Linked DNA regions of Zea mays: regions 1 and 2 are each linked to region 3. The links are chromatin contacts, called in public Hi-C maps. All regions are on one chromosome and are shown on one strand. Each heading gives the region's core, a stretch centred on a gene start, on an enhancer-like site or on the middle of the called end of the contact. The rest is flanking DNA. Distances are from core to core; before and after follow the strand shown.

Region 1 (3,682 bases), core at 1,000-3,499, 390 kb before region 3:
TATGCTGACTCTGTCGGGCCAACCCATTAGCCCATCGGCCCATTTAATTAAATTAGCGTAAAATGTTAAGCCTGTCGGTCCATTTGATTAAATTAGTGTAAAATGTTAAAAAATTATGCAAGAGGTGGGGTTTGAACCCATGCCCTATAATGGAAGAAGGATGAGATACACTGGGTGAAGTTGTCTAACCAATAGAACATCATTCACATATATTTTTTATATTGAATATAAATTGTATATATGTATATATATTTTTGTAAAATAAAAAATATAATCGTGTCGGGTCGGGCCACCACTATGGACCGAGGCTACAACCAAGCACGACACGACGTTCTTGGCTCTTGCAAGCATTAAGTCGTAACCCATGCCCTAATGGAAGAAGGGCGAGATACATTGGGTGAAGTTGTCTAACCAGTAGAACATCATCCGCAGATATTTTTAATATTGAATATAAATTGTATATATGTATATACTTTTTTGTAAAATAAAAAATATAATCGTGTCGGGTCGGGCCACCACTATGGCCCGAGGCTACAGCCAAGCACGGCACGACGTTCTTGGCTCTTGCAAGCATTAGGTCGTAACCCATGCCCTAATGGAAGAAGGGCGAGATACACTGGGTGAAGCTGTCTAACCAGTAGAACATCATCCGCAGATATTTTTAATATTGAATATAAATTGTATATATGTATATACTTTTTTGTAAAATAAAAAAATATAATCGTGTCAGGTCGGGCCACCACTATGGGCCGAGGCTACAGCCAAGCACGGCACGACGTTCTTGGCTCTTGCAAGCATTAGGTCGTTTCTGAAATCATATTGGCACAATGGACTACATGGTGTTTGAGGTTGCTGAATTGGATGGAGCAACAATGATTTGTCACACTAACAGTAAAATGAAAGGTTATTTGTTGGTTTAAAACGTTAGTAATTGCTACGAAGTAGCATAATTTATATGGAGCGCATCCAGTTTTTATTTATGCCTGACTTTAGCAATCACTCCACATTTTGATCTATCTTTTTATCAGTTTGACTTCATGTGACTTATTTTAGAAACTTGAGCTCACAAACTTTTTCTTATTTGGTCTCTGTATGGTGGAATTATACCGTTTTATAATCTCTGTTCGTTCAGTCAGTCGTTGTGAACTCTTTTCTAATCGCTCACTTTATTGATCGTGTTGTACCAAGATATATTGCATGGAGTAAACAATAACATCAGTTAGCTAAATCAAAAAATATTATACAGAGAGCGAAGACAATCAATAAAAAATTTTGAGATCTTTTTTTTGAATAGTTTACGTGAGTATTGTTATAGGTCGTCGTAACGCACGGGCAACCGACTAGTATAATTTAGAGAGTAAGTTCATATTTATGGTTAGCCTCGTTGGCTCGATGAGCTGGCTCGTGAAGCAGAAGCGAGTCAAACTGAGCTGATTTTTCAGGCTCGTCAGAGGAAAGACCTGATTTACTTGATCAAGCCATAGCGAGTCGAGCTATTCTTATTTTGGCTCGTGAAAAGAGTGAGCCAGTTCGCACGGCTTACCTCGCCAACTCTAGGTGCATAGAGTGGGAGAAAGACCTTTATTGTGTGTGCGCGCTTTTGCCGCTCCGGTACAGAGAAAGCGGCTTAGAAGCCCAGCCAATTGTGCTCTGTTCGGTTACGAGCCAGAAATGAGGCCCATTGTTTATAGCGCTGCATTCAGCAACAACACACGGGCCAAGCAGGCCAACCTCACCAGCAGCCTAGCGGGAAGCAGCACAAGATGGGCTCGCCACCGAAACCGTGGTCTGGGCCGCGACTCTTTGTTTGCCAGCCACCGCGTTTTCTTCTCCAGTCCAGTCAGTTATGTTCGTTCAGTGCATGCTTCCCGTCGCATACGATTTGTTGTTTTCTTCATATAAACAGTAGGAAGACGCTTGCACTAGTTGTTTGCGTGACTTATCAGACGCCCAGACAGAGAAACATGTCCATGACCCACGAGAAAAGAATAATGCAGTTCAGAAAATTATACAAATATGAAAATCTTCATTATAATAAATACATACAGAAACGAAGAAAAAAAATGTGATCACCTTTATATTCTCAAAAAGAAAAGAAAACTATATACGGAAAAATGCCAAGCGACGAAAGACAACAGGCAAGCGCAAGCCCGCAAACCGCGGCTCGGCACCCACGCGCATATTCGCTCCGAATCCGGGGGTCCACGTCGACCAAACACTGCCAATGCCAAGTGAAGTCACCGCTCCACCACATATCAAGATCTCCCCCGGACCCACGATTCCTATTGTCACCACCCTCCCTCCCTCCCTGACACCGGGCCTCGCCCGCCGGAATCACACGAGCCACGAGCAGCGCGTCGCCCCGTCCGGGCCCCACCGGACACCGCCGTCGCCTTCCTCGTCTTTCTTCCCCGCCGAAGTCCGAACCATCTCGCGCCTCAACTTTCCCACGCGCGACTCGCACCTCCTACGCGCTTCTAGAACCAACGAAGCATTTGACACCCAGCTCAGCCCTCGCGCTCGCGCAAGCGCGGCAAGCCCGCCCTCCACCGGATAATAGTAATGATGGGCAAGGAAGAGACGCCGCCGGCCGACGGAGGCGGCGCATTCGCCTTCATCTCCAAGGGGTGGCGCGAGGTGCGGGACTCGGCGTCCGCTGACCTGCGCCTGATGCGCGCGCGCGCGGACTCCGTGCGCGCGCGCGCCGACCGCGAGCTCGAGCACCTCCTCGCGTCCGCGGCGTCGGCGCTCACGGGGCCCGCGCCCCCGCTGCCGCCCGTCGCGACGGGGGCGCCCATCGCGGAGGTCGAGTTCGTGCGCAGGCGGATCCAGCCCAAGATCCAGGAGCTCCGGAGGCACTGCTCGTCGCGGGCGCCCGACGCCCGGTGGCCGCCCGGGGCCGCCCCCGCCCCAGGCGCCAGCAGCCTCCGCATCGACCTCTCGGGGATCACCGCCATTCGCAACGCCATTGTGGCGGAAGGGGACCGCGGCGGTAGGTGGAGGGTCGCGCGGCGGAAGGGGGACCAGGACGAGGAGGGGAGGAAGGAGTGGGAGGTGGTTCGGGTGATACAGAGCGGCCTCAAGGAGTTCGAGCGCCGGAGCCTGTCCAGCGGCATATTTGCTGGATTCCGTGGCCGTGGCGAGTTTGTGGAGAAATTTAGGTTCGGCATGGTAAGTTTCAACCGTAGCTATTTGTTTAATAGGATGCTGCACTCGCGCTTGTTCTATCACTTATTTTGAAAATTGGAATGGAGTGACAAACAGCGCTTCAGCAGCAAAACATTGGCATCCACAGCAAGAAAATCTTAGGGATTTCTGTGCTAATCTCTTGACGTTGTTACACTACACATTTCAGTTTATTCATAATTTATCAGTACTAGCTGTCTAGCTCTAGCACACTGTTTGTGTAGGCATTTATTTCTGCATTGTAAGGTTTTCTATAAGCATCCATCCAGATAGTATATTTAAAAAATGTTACTGAAAAATCATCATGGGGTACTCTTTAGCTTAGCGATCACTTTATTAGCAGAGTACAAAATCTTATAGTTCAACTGTTTTGTTAGCATACAAGTATTTGGTGAATTTTGTCAGCAATTTGGTCTTGAACAATAAATGATGCTATCGAGTTATTGAGTACACTATGCTAGAGTTGTTGTCTGCTGTTGATGAAAGTATTACAGAC
Region 2 (3,873 bases), core at 346-2,845, 270 kb after region 3:
TGCCATCATAATGAAAAAAAAGAAAAAAACATTTGAAAAAAAGGCAACTTTGGAACAATTCCACCGTTAAAAAAATAAATCTGAATCTCAAAGTTAACAGGATAATGTTGGACTGTGAAGCGATTGATTTATTATATTGCATAGCCCTAATCCTAATGGGTCGGTAGCCCAACAGTGGTGCCCGCCCCTCCACATACAGTCTAACATCCTTCAGCAGTCGCAACGGGGGCACCACACACGATGAGACTGTAGTAGAAGCCGAAGGTAGAAGCCGACGAGTTGATACCCCTGCAATCGTAGCGTGATGAGGGTGTGAATGTTGCCGATGTGTGGACTTCGAGGAAATGATAGCCCCTGGATGCCGAGATAGCCGAAGTCGAGGTGGTCGTGGTCGGGAGACACGCAGCAGTAGCCTATTCTTTGGTAGGGGTCGATGTTCAAGCGTCAACGATCGGCTGGGCGACATAAAAATTAGCACCAGGGTGACCTTCTTGCTTCTTCGATCGTCTGGACGTCGAGGAGCCCCGCGGCAGCGCACGCGTCTGCACCGTTATGGTGGCCGCGCTCGCGATGGAATAGAAGGGGTAATGATGGATCCGGCCAGGAAGGCCACGACATCGACGGATCCAACCGGCAAGACGGCGATCCGGTTAAATAGACGACGGATCTAGCTGGGAAGGTAGACTCTATATTAAATGAGGTTGTACATGCCCTAATAACTTTATAAATCTAATTTATTCAGAGGCAAGGTAGTAGTATTATCTTTCCCAACGGATAGTTATCTGATCTGCCGTTCAGCTTGATCGATAACTTTATAAATCTAATTTATTCAGAGGCCGGCGGCAGCGCACACGTCTGCACCAGTAATGTTAGCCGCGCCTGTGGCGTAATAGAAGGGGTAACGATGGATCCGACCAGAAAGGCCTCGACATTGACGGATCCAGACGGCGATCCGGTCAAAGAGACGACGAATCTAGCCGAGAAGGTAGATCTCTCGAGAGAGTTCATATTAAATGATGTTGTACATGCCATAATAACTCTATAAATCTAATTTATTCATAGGCGAAGGTAGTAGTATTATCTTTCCCAGCGGATCGTTATCTGATCTGCCGTTCAGCTTGATCGATCCACGTCGTTTGATCTCGGCGAGCAGCACATGGCGGCTCTTCTTGTGTACAGGTCTCACTCTCTGCTACTTCAGTGCAAGGCGGAGTGAATGCACACAATAACGTGAGTATTGTGGGAACTACTTGTAGATGCAAACGATGTAAATCCACCTGCTCCACCAAGTGCCCGCCCGGCTCTATCCATTCCATTCGTCAACATGCAGGTTCAGACTGGCCCGTGCTGGACCAGTGAGCGGTGCCGGTGAACCCCAATGCAAGCGAAGCGAGTGACCATCGGGGAAGCCTCCCGTGCTGCCCCCACATGGCTTGCCTGAATGCCTCTCTCTCGCCGCAGTGCCCTCTCTCTCTCCTCCTCCTCTCCGTCGAAGGGCGTCACGAGAGCCCAGAGGGCATCCGAGGCCCCCACCCCACCCCTTCCTCCGTGTATATAAGCAGTGGCAGGGTGAGCGTCTCTCCTCAGACCACCACTGCGCCATTGGCCAGCTAGAGCCAACCAGAAGAGCTTGCAGTTACTGAGAGTGTGTGAGAGAGAGAGGATGATGGGTGGCAGCGGCAGGGCTGCTCTGCTGCTGGCCCTGGTGGCCGTGAGCCTGGCCGTGGAGATCCAGGCCGACGCCGGGTACGGGTACACCCCGACGCCGACGCCGGCCACCCCGACCCCGAAGCCGGAGAAGCCCCCCACCAAGGGGCCCAAGCCGGAGAAGCCGCCAAAGGAGCACAAGCCGCCCAAGGAGCACGGGCCCAAGCCGGAGAAGCCGCCCAAGGAGCACAAGCCGACGCCGCCCACGTACACCCCGAGCCCCAAACCCACGCCGCCGACGTACACTCCCACCCCGACGCCCCCCAAGCCGACGCCACCCACATACACTCCCGCCCCTACGCCCCACAAACCCACTCCCACTCCTCCGACGTACACCCCTTCCCCCAAACCTCCGACACCTAAGCCGACCCCGCCGACGTACACTCCAAGCCCCAAGCCACCGGCTAGCAAGCCTCCCACGCCCAAGCCGACCCCGCCGACGTACACCCCTTCTCCCAAGCCTCCGACACCTAAGCCGACCCCGCCTACGTACACTCCAAGCCCCAAGCCACCGGCTACCAAGCCTCCGACGCCCAAGCCGACCCCACCGACGTACACCCCTTCCCCCAAACCTCCGACACCTAAGCCGACCCCGCCTACGTACACTCCAAGCCCCAAGCCACCGGCTACCAAGCCTCCCACGCCCAAGCCGACCCCGCCGACGTACACCCCTTCTCCCAAGCCTCCGACACCCAAGCCGACCCCGCCGACGTACACCCCTTCCCCCAAGCCTCCGACGCCCAAGCCGACCCCGCCGACGTACACTCCAAGCCCCAAGCCTCCCACACACCCGACGCCCAAGCCGACCCCACCGACGTACACCCCTTCCCCAAAGCCTCCGACACCTAAGCCGACCCCGCCGACGTACACGCCTTCCCCCAAGCCTCCGACACCCAAGCCGACCCCACCGACGTACACTCCAAGCCCCAAGCCACCGGCTACCAAGCCTCCCACGCCCAAGCCGACCCCACCGACGTACACTCCCACACCGAAGCCGCCGGCCACCAAGCCGCCCACCTACACTCCGACGCCGCCGGTGTCTCACACCCCCAGCCCGCCGCCACCTTACTACTAGAAACCGATGCCTACCATACCACACTGCTGTCAGTCTCTGGAGCATTTAGGTACGTACTAATACTACGTACAACGGTACAAGAATGGAGCATGCAATATGCATGCACACTACATACATTTAGTATGCTTGTGTCAAATGTATCGTCAGTATCATACTGATCTCCTGGCATAGTCTGGCACTAACCATAGGCTCTCCTTTTCTTTTGTGTTGGGACAGGTGGTCTCGATCGATGGAAGAATTGTGTCCTAGCCAGCCGGCAAAGGTGACCTGCTGATGATGATGATGAGAGGCGAGTCCTACGCCCTAGTCCTACTACTACCCTCTTTGTGTGCTGCCATCCATCCGTCCCCGCTAGACGATCGAGGAGAGAATAACGCAGAGCTCTGTGCTCCCGGCCTCTGTCTTCTGCCGTCCCGGCCGTTTAATTTATAGTCTCTACTGTGTGTTCGTCCCATGTGTTTAGCAGCAGCAGCAGGTGTATTGTGCGGGTATGTAATGGTATTGCAACTATATTGGGTGTAAAACCATAATAAATGTGGAAAAAATGCAAGGAAAAAAGGCTTCTACTGTTTACACTTACTACCGTACCCCTTTCATTCGGTGACGTGACGTGACGACAGTAAAAAGACTGAAGGAGAGGCGCCCAAGGCCAACAGGGCCAAGGTGAGGTCGCGCTGCCGTGGTGCAGCAAAGCTTGGCTGCCAAAGTCTGCGGCCGGCGACGTGAGCTGTCAGTCACGCGGCTGCATGCTACGGTCTCGCTAGACGCGACGACGCCTATTGCCCATCCTCGCCCTGCTCTGCTGCAGCAGTGCAGCACCGTACCCATGCCATGCCTGAGTGAGTGACATGACACCACCGACTGCCCAAAGATTCAGGAGTGTACAAATGCGCTCCAGCTGCTCTGCTCTCACCTATACGGGACGGAAACACCCGTGTCAGTGGCGCAAAGGCTATACTAATAATAATGTATTGTTAGCACGTAGTACTATGACCGTAGTACTGCTAGCCTTAAGAGCAGAAGTGCATGCGACAGGAAGATGCATCCACCGTGTAGCGGCAGCAGCACAAAATCGAGATGCCCACAAATTA
Region 3 (4,079 bases), core at 607-3,106:
AAGTAAAACGCTCATGAGTTTGTGTTGCCAACTTGCCATCCACAAGACATCTTCGAACCACTGGATAGCCTTGGGGCCTGGCCGGACGGCTTCCTCTGACGTGAAGAAGGCTCGAAGCTGGCAACAGTGCCGCTGCAGGAAGGAGCCAATTCTATACTTCTGTATATGATTGCAGGTGTTAGTCATCGCCTTGTAAGATGCTTCGTGCGGAAGACTGCATTTTAGCATCTCATGTAGTAGGAATAGTAGAACCAAGAGAGGTTAGCAGATGACTTTTCAAATCCCGTCGTAAGCTACTATTTGTCATTTCCATGTTGTTATGCAATGTTACAATGTACGTGTAGTGACGTTGTGAAGACAGCCTTATAAAAGAAATTTATCTATAGAACACTTCAGATTTTTTGTTGTTCAGTATATTTGATTATTTTCTTCATACCTGAAGCGTTTCTTCGTGTTCGCACCGTTATGGCTATGGCAGCCTCTATCTTTAAATCGTAACACAATCTTAGATGATATCCGACCAGGTGAGTTGGCCAGTATACAGTACAATCCTCCATTCAGTTATAAGATTAAGCTTGTTATGTGTATTGTATACTACAATCCTCCATTCAGTTATAAGATTAAGCTTGTTATGTGTATTTTATTCTGTCAGACTCCTATTTTTTATCGACCAAGCAGAAAAGCGCCATATTTAATTTGTGTACCATGTTATAGAGAAGTAAACGATGCCTTTAGATGACATTCATTTACATGTCATTTATATGTAGCCTTTACTAACTAAAACATGTTATTTAACAGTTTTGACAAGGAATCAAATGTGAACATTCATCAAGCACATTAACACATTTATTTAACAATTCTAACAAAGGAAGCAATCGGCTATGAACATTCATCATGCACAATGCTAATGGGAATATGATCTTGAGAGTGAGCGGATTGGATGTCGAAGTCGTCAGGGAAGGAGGCAGTGCGTTCTATATCCTTTACATTTGAGTTAGTATTTAAATCTTTATAACTGAACTATGTCGACTTATCTTCATAATTAATATTGCTCTAAAGATTTAGAATGAGTTTCAATAACTAATTTATTTAAACTATATATATATCGTAAATGTGATGTAGTATCTATGTATTATATATACTTGCTAAATGTTTTTGCCTATTTTGTCTATGCTACTATTTCTTCTATATCCATCCTCCATTTGCCACTTATCAATGGTTACAAACCAATGAAGTGAGCCTCTGTGCATGCTTAAGTATGCAATAATGCCACCGACGACGCAGCAGAAAGCGCGTATAAATAATAGACATCAGTTTACTTTATCTGAGTCGATATATTTATAACAGTATTACATATTTATATCGTCAATATAATATTAGGTTACATAATATTAGTGTTACGATGATATTTTTGCCACACAGATTTTGCATATCATAAAGATATTTTCGTTCTGTATTTATATTTTATACTAATGTTTAAATTCTGTGGCAACGCACGGGCACAAACCTAGTATATATATAATCCTATTGCACGGCCTTGCGTTGCTGGCATGCCAGTCGGACAGGCAGCGCAAACACACAAAACCATGAAAGGCAGAGCGGAACCGGACGCTTCCAAATGGAGTCCGCAGGGCAGGACGAGTTCTCCGCCGTCCCGCGCGTGATACCACTTCCGGCGTATAGAAAATTGCACCGGCCCGGCCACGCGGAGGCGAGCCGAGTCCACTGCCCAAGTGAGTGCCGCTGCAGCTGGCAGCTGCCGTCCGTAAAAAATAAAAATAAAAAAGCACCGCGCTCCCTCCCTGCCGCCGTAAAACCCACACGTCCCTTTGACTTGGCCTCCCTCGCCTCTGCCTGCGGATTTTTGGAGGCGGAGCTCAGCTCACACGCACTCCTCCCGCTCCCGCCCCCTTGCGCCTTCGCTCATGTTGAACCACTCCCATTCCCGGCCCGACTCCCGCTCCCCCTTCCTCCACCACGGCCACGTCCACGCCCACGCCGCCGCCGCCGACACGGAGCACCTGCACCGGGCGCAGGGGCCGATGGACCCGCCGTCGTCGTCGGGGCGCCCCACCACGCCGCGCCGGCAGCTGCAGGGCCCGCGCCCGCCCAGGCTCAACGTCAGGATGGAGTCGCACGCCATCAAGAAGCCCTCGGCCTCGGGGGCTCCGCCGGCGCCCGGGCAGGGGAGGCCGCGGGACCACCACCACCACCACCCGCAGCCCGGGCGCGCGCCCGTCATCATCTACGACGCGTCGCCCAAGGTCATCCACGCCAAGCCCAGCGAATTCATGGCGCTCGTGCAGCGGCTCACGGGCCCCGGCGCGCAGGCGCAGCACGAGCGCCACGTGGCTGACGACGACGCCACCGCCAACGGCGGCGGCGTGCTGGGGCAGGCGTTCCTCCCCCCCGAGCTGCTGCTCTCGCCGTCCGCCGCCATGTCCCCGGCCGCGCGCCTCGCGACCATCGAGCGGTCCGTGCGCCCCGTGCCCGCGCCGGCGCCGGCGCCGGACTACGCCGCCGACGGCACCCTCGCGGCGGTGCTCGGCCCCGCGAGGCACCCCGGCATCCTGTCCCCGCTGCCGTCCTCGCTGCCGCCGGCCGCCGCGTCGGGCCTGTTCTCGCCGCTGCCCTTCGACCCCAGCAGCGTCAGCTGGCTCAACGAGCTCAGCCCCATCCTCCGGGCAGCGTCCACGGCCAGCGTCGGCGCCGCTGGCCCAGGCGCCACGGCCAACGGCGGGTCCCGGCAGCCGCCGCCGCCGGCCTACTACTCCGACCCGTTCGTCCCCAGCCCCCGCAACCTGCTCGCCACGCCCACCGTGCCGTCGCCGGCCACGTGCGCCGAGTTCTTCGGCAGCCTGCCGGATCTTTAGCTCGCCGCCCCACATCGGCCGGCGCCGCTTCCGTCCAAGACAGATGCAGCAGCGGCCGAAACTTTTGCGGCATTTTTCCACGCCCTTTCCCTACATGACTCTCTTCTGGCGGGTGGGGGCGAGTTGGTGGGGCCGGAACTGGTGCTATTTGATTAGTGCAGATGCAATGCTGAAAGTTTTCAGGTGGCAGTAGTAGTAGTGAATGAATGACTACTAGAAGCAGCCGGCCGGACAGCGCGGCCCTTGTTTATTTCTTCTTTTCCACTGGATTTACACCCCTTGTGTAGGCCAAGGAAGTGATTATTGTTTCTTCAATGGATGATTTGTTAATTCTTTTAGCTTGGTGATGATGCTGTTATCATTGTGTCATGCTGACATGGTGCGTTGTTACCGAACTCACAAACCTGCAGTCCCTACTCGTGGGCTGTCGCCCCAAATCTAAAGCCAACTAATGCATCTAATACAAAAGGGCACAGAAGTCAGAAGATACTTCCTCATATAACAAACATGGGTCCATCTTCAATTTCAAGTAAGGTGTTTTATCTAAAACTTATTAGATTTGCTTACTAGATTCCTTTTGAAAACAAAAACTTTCATTTTTTAAACTTTGTATCTAAAAATGTTAACCAGAGATTTAATAAGTATATGACTTGGGATAGACTTAGATTCGTGATGGAGGATCCCTAATCAAGTCGAATCTTTTCTCTCCAAGAATATTTCGACGGCAAATATAGATATTTATATGTTTATGTGATGTGTCGAACTTGTTGTCACACCCGGGTTTTAGGGGCACCAAACACGGGCGCGAACTTATCACCAAATGTGATAGGATTAAGTCTCACACATATGATGACTCATGATACAGAAACGAATATCACTTCATTAATATATAACGGAGTTCTGTACAAAATAGATAAATAATTACACCATATGAAGACAACGATCCAACAACCAAAGTTGACTGGGAGACGACGGCCTAGACCACTCACGAACTCACCACAGCGTCCTCCATACGCCTCATCTTGTGGTATCTGTTCTTGACCTGGGGGTGTGAGTACAGCAAGGGGGAGCTCACATTTGTTCATCGCTCAACAAGTTGTGGGGAATAATATGCATGAACTCACGAAAGGTGGGAGATCATGTGAAGTGTAAGGCTTATCAAAGGAGATGGTTAAAGCTGAGCATTGCTTTTAGAGTTGGTCAAAA

The links. A called contact is a pair of places that touch in the nucleus more often than the background predicts.
Region 1: a Hi-C map of bundle sheath shows a contact between it and region 3, with 2.6 times the contacts expected there. The contact joins the promoter of LOC103646485 here to the promoter of LOC100281832 in region 3. A contact is called at or near these places in 2 of 25 Hi-C or Micro-C datasets (bundle sheath and leaf mesophyll).
Region 2: a Hi-C map of bundle sheath shows a contact between it and region 3, with 2.1 times the contacts expected there. The contact joins the promoter of LOC542371 here to the promoter of LOC100281832 in region 3. A contact is called at or near these places in 5 of 25 Hi-C or Micro-C datasets (bundle sheath, ear, leaf and 2 more).

Annotation. Positions count from the first base shown.
Region 1 is chr2:57,368,495-57,372,176 of Zm-B73-REFERENCE-NAM-5.0, reverse strand. LOC103646485 (digalactosyldiacylglycerol synthase 1, chloroplastic) reads left to right here and starts at 2,249. Exons shown (of 7, transcript XM_008671211.1): 1 at 2,249-3,171. The coding sequence starts at 2,563.
Region 2 is chr2:56,707,807-56,711,679 of Zm-B73-REFERENCE-NAM-5.0, reverse strand. It overlaps LOC542371 (extensin), which reads left to right and starts at 1,595. Exons shown (of 2, transcript NM_001111947.2): 1 at 1,595-2,831; 2 at 2,999-3,361. The coding sequence starts at 1,664. The coding sequence ends at 2,782.
Region 3 is chr2:56,974,891-56,978,969 of Zm-B73-REFERENCE-NAM-5.0, reverse strand. It overlaps LOC100281832 (VQ motif family protein), which reads left to right and starts at 1,856. Exons shown (of 1, transcript NM_001154752.2): 1 at 1,856-3,218. The coding sequence starts at 1,926. The coding sequence ends at 2,873.